2 separate regions of the Sus scrofa genome follow, and region 2 is linked to region 1. Evidence: chromatin contacts called from public Hi-C data. All regions are on one chromosome and are shown on one strand. The core of a region is the stretch at or near the end of the contact, and the rest is flanking DNA. Distances in the headings are between cores, read along the strand shown.

What was found. A called contact is a pair of places that touch in the nucleus more often than the background predicts.
Region 2: a Hi-C map of omental adipose tissue shows a contact between it and region 1, with 3 times the contacts expected there. The contact joins the promoter of SF3B5 here to the enhancer-like site in region 1. A contact is called at or near these places in 3 of 5 promoter capture datasets (fetal liver and liver), 28 of 47 Hi-C or Micro-C datasets (adipose tissue, alveolar macrophages, blood and 16 more) and 2 of 2 datasets of contacts at active chromatin or transcription factors (alveolar macrophages and skeletal muscle).

Annotation. Positions count from the first base shown.
Region 1 is chr1:21,105,901-21,109,571 of Sscrofa11.1, reverse strand. The region is part of intron 2 of LOC106506455 (a long non-coding RNA gene); the gene reads left to right. Among named protein-coding and RNA genes, the nearest start is that of TRNAL-UAA, 5.5 kb to the left of the region's middle. Within about 2 kb of position 1,856, at least 2 of the 83 cell types and tissues checked have an H3K27ac peak or open chromatin away from gene starts, as enhancers often do. A contact at or near this core is called in omental adipose tissue, where this site is marked.
Region 2 is chr1:21,229,512-21,233,182 of Sscrofa11.1, reverse strand. It overlaps SF3B5 (splicing factor 3B subunit 5), which reads right to left and starts at 1,919. Exons shown (of 2, transcript XM_003121152.4): 1 at 1,495-1,919; 2 at 1,169-1,385. The coding sequence starts at 1,775. The coding sequence ends at 1,515.

The DNA of each region.
Region 1 (3,671 bases), core at 607-3,106:
ATAGGGACAGTTAGACACAATTTTCCTTCATACATGTAAAGGGTAATGTTTTCTTTCACACAAAATTACATAGCTAGAGGATATGGGTAGTTCTTAAAAATTGAAATCGTGTCCAAAAATGTAGCAAGATTTTTACTTTTCCTTGAGAAGTAGATCTGTTATGTTAGATTCTTTAGATTGAAAATCTTAAAAAAATTTAGAATTTAAATTTGAATCCTTTGTCGGTATACCACTACTAAGAATGATTTTCCAATGATTATTTTAACATCAAGAAATTAAGTCACTAAGTTGAACTATAAATGAGTTTGGATTTATAAGCATGTTTTAGGTTATTCCACATGATTTTTTTTCTCTTGGACTTTATGCAGAACTCTGTAGGAAAACTGGCCAATACATTTATTTTTTTTTTTTTTTTTTTTTTTTTTTTTTTTTTTTTTTTTTGCTATTTCTTGGACCGCTTCCGCGGCATATGGAGGTTCCCAGGCTAGGGGTCGAATCGGAGCTGTAGCCGCCGGCCTACGCCAGAGCCACAGCAACGCAGGATCCGAGCCGCGTCTGCAACCTACACTACAGCTCACGGCAACGCCGGATCGTTAACCCACTGAGCAAGGGCAGGGACCGAACCCGCAACCTCATGGTTCCTAGTCGGATTCGTTAACCACTGCGCCACGATGGGAACTCCTGGCCAATACATTTAAATAGTGACATCTACTGGTTAATTTGAGACAAATTTATTTGTTAAATACTGTCTGTCTTATTCTGACTGTAAAATTCTGATTCACAATTACTGTGTTTAGGAGCATGTTAAGGATATGTGTAATCCAGCCTGTAAATTGACCTTTTTGAATCAGTTACGAAATATCTGCCATTGAAAAGTATTCCAAATCACTGACCCAACTCACATGAGCTATAATTTTAATTGTATGCATTTCCTCATCATATCCATCATCTTTGTTTCTTTCAAACTCCAAAACTCATTGTGAAGTTAAAGAAGAATAGAAATTTGGATTAGTTATCAGCTTTAAAACACAGAAGTTGTGTCCGATTTTAGAAATCCTGAGCAGGAAGCTTTCTTCGTCCTTAGTAGCAAGTTGGAACTTGGAGATTTTTTTTTTTTTCCCCAGTCTTTTTAGGGCCACACCCTCGGCATATGGAGGTTCCCAGGCTAGGGGTCCATTTGGAGCTGTAGCCTCCAGTCTATACCAGAGCCACAGCAACACGGGATCCAAGCCTCCTCTGCAACCCACACCACAGCTCACAGCAACCCCGGATCCTAAACCTAATAAGCAAGGCTCTTGCGAACCACCTGGTTTCATTTTTATCCAAATTGATTTTGATATCTCTGAACCACTTATCAGAGTGCTTGGCAGAGAAGGAATGATTACACTGGGTCCTTACTGAGGTGAAATGGCAACTGTCTAACAAAGTGTCTGTGCATTGTATGAGCTATAGAAATGCTTATTTCTAATGAGCAACGTTGAAATCCAATGAGTATATTTCACAGTCCATCCTGTTTATTGTACACATGCTAGTCTTCATTTAGGATATGTGTCTTGAAGTCAGATGTGGTAAGACATGCAGAATGTCATGAGGTAAGAATGTTTTTATACTCACAGATCCCTGGAAACAAGAGTCCCAGCGCACCATGTAGGGAAGAACCGGGGTCGATCAGGAGGCAGAGGGAGAAAGGGAAAAGCAAGAGCAAGAAGCTTTATTGTGGTTTTCACAGGTGGGATGGATAAGGCACGGCCAACAGGCTGATTGGCTAGTTTGAGTAATTTCAGCAGGCTCTGGAATGAAGGGGCTGCCCTGAGTTTTCTGGTGTTTCCAGGAGTTATCTCACACTGGGAGGAGCAGTCCCTCCCTGGTCAGCAAGGCCCCAGATGCCAGAGCATCAAGAACACAGAAAATAAGAAAGTATAGTTAGTATAGCTAGGATAGTGTGGGTTCAGGCATTCTCACACTTTTTTCCCCCTTCTTCTACTCTTTCTCTTTCTTCTGTTGGTGTGGACCTTGCTGATGAGGAAAATGAAGATTTAGAAGCCCACAGAGGAAAACACTTGAGTAGTTCAGGAATCATTTGTATCGTTTTTGTCACCCAAGTAGTTCATGAATGTACTCGTGCAATTCAGGTCTCAAATTTATCTTTGGATCTAAGTTGTATTTTCAGTCATTTGTTTTATTAATGCAGTGTAGTGAGGCTAGCAGTTCACTAAGGTAACGTTTAAAATTGCATTGAAAAAGTAGATTATTAAGGTAAATCAGCTATAATGGAAAAAATAAAAATCATAAACTAAAATTTAAATAAAGAAAAAAGTATCAAATATTTGTCTCAATTCCAGTCTCCTTTATGTGTAAACATACGAGTACATGTAAATTGTGAAATATGCAGCCTAGGTCCTAAGTGGCAACACAGAACTGATTAAGAGTCAGGTGGCCCAAATTTGTTTGTTTTATTGTCTTTTTTTTGTTGTTGTCTTTTTTTGTTGTTGTTGTTGTTTTGTTGTTGTTTTGTTGTTGCTATCTCTTGGGCCGCTTCCTCGGCATATGGAGGTTCCCAGGCTAGGGGTTGAATCGGAGCTGTAGCCACTGGCCTACGCCAGAGCCCCAGCAACGCAGGATCCGAGCCGCGTCTGCAACCTACACCACAGCTCACGGCAACGCCGGATCATTAACCCACTGAGCAAGGGCAGGGACCGAACCCGCGACCTCATGGTTCCTAGTCGGATTCGTTAACCACTGCGCCACGACGGGAACTCCTGTTTGTTTTAATATGTAAGTTTCCGATGTACGGCATTATAATTTGACATCTGTTTGCACTATGAAGTGATCACCATCACATATATATTAATATTCCATCATCATACAGTTGACCCCCTTCATCTGTTTGCCCCCAGCCCCCCAGGCCCTCTCCCCTCTGGTAACCACTAATCTTATCTGTGAGTCTGGTTTTATTTTGTTTTTTAAGATTCTGCATATATGTGCAATTAAAAAGTATTTATCTTTCTGACATTCTATTTAGCATAATGCCTCCGATTATTAAAACATCCATGTTGTCGCAAAGGGCGGTTTGTTTTTTTGTTTTTGTTTTTTTTGTCTTTTTAGGACCACACCCACAGCATACGGAGATTCCCGGGTTAGGAGCTACAGATGCTGGCCGACCCCACAGCAACAGCAACACCATATCCAAGCTGCGTTTGTGACCTATACCGCATCTTGCAGCAATGCCAGATCCTTAATCCACTGAGCAGGGGCCAGGGATCAAATTTACATCCTTATGGATACTAGTGGGGTTACTGCTGAGCCACAGTGGGAAGTCTCTTGTTCTTTTTTTAATGGTTAAGGTTTAGTCTATTGTGTGTGTGTGTATATACATACATATATCTTCTTCATTCATCATTGGAAACTTTGTTTCTATATCTTGACTATTGTAAATAATGCTGCAATGAACACAGGGTGGCTTATGTCTTTTTGAATTAGTGTTTTTTGTGTTCTTTGGATAAATACCCAGACGTGAAATTGCTGGGTTACACAATTTTTAATTTTTTGAGGAATTTCTATTTTTTTTCCTGAATGATTGCAGCGGTTTATAGTTCTACCAACAGTTTATGAGGGTTCTTTTTCTCCACATTCTCACCATCATTTACTATTTCTTTCTTTTCTATGGTAGC
Region 2 (3,671 bases), core at 670-3,169, 120 kb before region 1:
TATGTCCAAAGGTCAAAACATTTGAGACCCACTGATCTAAAATATGTCAGACTGTATCACTTAATAATCTTCCAATGGCTCCCCACCTCTTTAGGGTAAAAGCCACAAGTCCTTACACTGGCCAATCAGGCTCTACTTTTATCTGTTTCCCTCCATAATCTATCCCTCTACTCTTTCCCTCACTCACTCCCTTCAATCATACTTGTTTGTTTGCTGTTTTTCCAGTAAGCCTGCCACAATCCCTGTAGTAGGAACATTGCACTGGCAGTTCCCTCTACCTGGGAAACGATTTCCCCAGTTTTCCGCATGGTATTTCCCTCATTTCCTTAAAGTCTCTGCTTAAATGTTACCTTCTCAATAGTTTAACATGAACATCTTATTTATGGATTTTTTTTTTTTTAGGGCCACACCGGTGGCATATGGAGGTTCTCAGGCTAGGGACTGTATCAGAGCTGTAGCTGTTGGCCTGTGCCACAGCAACACAGGATCCCTGCCATATCTGCCACCTACACTGCAGCTCACAGCAAAGCCGGATCATTAACCCACTCAGTGAGGTCAGGGACCAAACCTGCATCCTCATGGATCCTAGTCAGATTGTTTCCGCTGAGCCAGGATGGGAACTCCTGAGCATTCTACTTAAAACTGCAACCCTACTGCTACTCTCATTCTCCACAGCACCCTCCAACATGTGCTTGCTTATGTCTGCAAATTTTGTGGTCTTCTGCTCCCCCAACCAGTGTAATATAGGTCCTTAAAGCCTGCCACATAAAATTCAACACGTATTTGCTGAATGAATTTAAGAACTAATTTGACAGTTTGTCAATACTCAAGATATGTCCACGTATTTCCAAAAGAAAGAGGTGTAATCTACAGAGAGAAGGCAAAGCGAGTCAAGATTTTTTTTTTTTGTATGAAAGAAAAAGGACACAGTGATCACAAACCTCAATAGTGAATGTGTTAAGGGCCTGAGAAAAGTTCCTGGGAGAAGTCAGGGTTGGAGAATATTATAAAGAGCGTATTTAAGTGTCTGGCAACGAACTTTGGCCCTGTGCTACTGTTGAACCCCTCCCCAACCCTTCCCTTCTTTATACCCCCCGCCACCCGGCAAACCACAGTCCCAGAGCCCTCCTTGGCCCCTCCACCAGAACACAAGTAGTCCACACCAAGAGACCGAAACATTTCTAAACTTTATAGAAAAAGCAACGAAGACAGTCAACTAGCCAAAAACGAGCCTCTTAATCCCATCTCACTCCAGCCATATCTCCTCTAACGTCTGCAGACTTTAGGATCTCTCCACTGTTCAGTTTCTCAGGGGTTATGACGGGTCTCCCAACACTTTGTTCCACAGGAAGGCAGGTCGGACGGAACGCCCCGGGTAAGGACCTCTGTACAAAGAAAGCACGAAAAGCAGAGCTATGAAGAATCCGTCCACTTGGGAGAGGAACCCGCGGGAATGACGACAAACCGGAGGAACGCAGAGAGGTGCTCACGTACAGCGGTGAGACGGTGAGGTCTCAGTTCTCCTCCGGTTTGTCGGCGGGCGGGCCGCAAGGCTGCAGCATCTTCTCCATCAAGTTGAAGCGGACTCGCGCTTTGCTCTCATTCTCGGCAATGGCGAAGTAGTTGAGAAGGTCGAAGTGGCCCATGTAGGAGCAATAGGAGTCGCGGTGCTGGTTCACCAGCCACTCCCATTTGGTGGTGTCGGCGTGGCCGGTGCCGATGTATTTGGACTGCAGATGCTCTAACTGGCTGTGGATGGTGTAGCGGTCTGTCATCTCGTTGCTTTTTCCTTTGCTCGCAGGTCAGAAGCCGCAGACGAGAAGAAGCCGCTCTAAGGTTTCAAGCCGGAGAGGAGCCACCCGCCGGAACCTCTGTACACGCGCGGCCGCAGGTGGATGGCGTCACAGCGACAAAGCAGCGCGACTCGCGGTCCCCGGCCTCCCAGGCGGAAGTGTATTCTGTCACGGAATTGGAGTTGCCTCGGCAACGCTACCAGTGGGCCTTCCCTATAGAGAGCCCCGCCTCCTTCGCAGAGCGTTGCATGCTGGTCCATCTAGCGGCCCTTTTCTAACAGGAGCTTTGCATGCTGGGACTTGTGGTTTCCGAGGGTTGGTTCGCAGAGACTTCTTGGGACCTCTGTGTGTGGGTTTGAGAGACTGAATGGACTGCGGTGTTTGGGAGGCAGGAAGCATCCTCGGGCGGATGGGGGGCCGAGAGGAAGTGGGAAACAAGTAGTACAAGGCTGTAAGCAACTGGGGAAAGGAGCTCTTTGTGCAATTCCGCTTTCGGAGCTACAGAGGGTACAGTAGCCGTTTCACAACCAGGGGTGGATCACCCTGAAGTCAGGAAACTCAAGGTCTGACCCCAGCCATGTCTCTTACAAGTTGTGTGGAAACTTCTTTCATCGCTTGCGGGGCCGCCGTTTCCCGCCTAGTGACCTAAGTACAGCACCAGTTCCGACACATTCAGGCCCCCACAACAGGCTCCTCCTTTTGAGCTTCTAATTTTGACATCCTCCCAACAAGTTTCACCCCACCTACAGGCCCTCAGCCTCTACTTCTCAAACGTTCCCGTGCTGCTCTCTCCAGTTCTCTGTACGAGCTGTTCCATCTGCGTGGAATGCTTTTGTTCCCCTGGCAAACACTTCTCCCTTTTAAGTCAGCTCGAAAGTATCTCCCTGAAATTGACTTTGGCTACTCCAGACAGATGTAAATTCTTTTCATCCTGTACATCTCTTTGTTATTATCACTTTATATCCAGTTTTTGGTTTAAGAACTTCCCCACACGAATACAAACTACTTGAGAAAAACTACTTTTTTGATGATGTCTTTTTTTTTTTTTGAGGGTGAGACATCTATCTACTTGATCTATTTGTAGCATGAAATCCACAAAGAAAACCCCAAAATGCGAAGTTCAATAAATTCAAATAGTAATATTTTTAAAAATATTAATGAAAAAGAGATGATGTCTTGTATCATATGCTTCTGTTATGCTAGCCACAGAGCCTCGCAGAGATTGTTTCTCAAAAAACATCTGATGAATGGATTAAAAAAACCTGTATGACGGCCAAATAAATTCTTTACTGGGAGAAAGATAACTTTAAAGTATCTTTATTCTGGTATAAAGTTACGGTTAGATAGGACTAGTAAGTTTAGAGCTCTATAGTTAACTATAGTTAATACTGTATCAATACTAAAAATTGTGAGGAGGTGAATATGTTAATTAGTTTGTGGTACCATTTTATTGTGTATATGTATATCAAATCATGTTGCACCTCTTAAATATATATAATTTTTATTAAAAAATTTTAGTGGTAAAACAGTTCCCTCTGGGATCAAATGCCTGTACCAAAAATTGGAAAAAAAAAAAAAAACTTCCCCCTTAAGTGTGAACTTGGTTATAACAAATATTTCATTTCTGAAACATAGAGGTTATTATAAGGCATACCTGTGGATTTACCATCCAGATATATCATACCTTGCCATTTTGCCATTTTCATTTCCAAGTTTGTTATTTTATTTTGGTTTTCATTTTTGAAAGAAATAAAGCTATACAAATAAACTCGAAGAATTCTCTGTATCCGGCTCCCTAATTCATTCATTTCAGGATCCTCTCTTGAATTTAGAAACATTCTGAGTCTGGTTTTTTGACTGCTGAAAATTAGTATATCC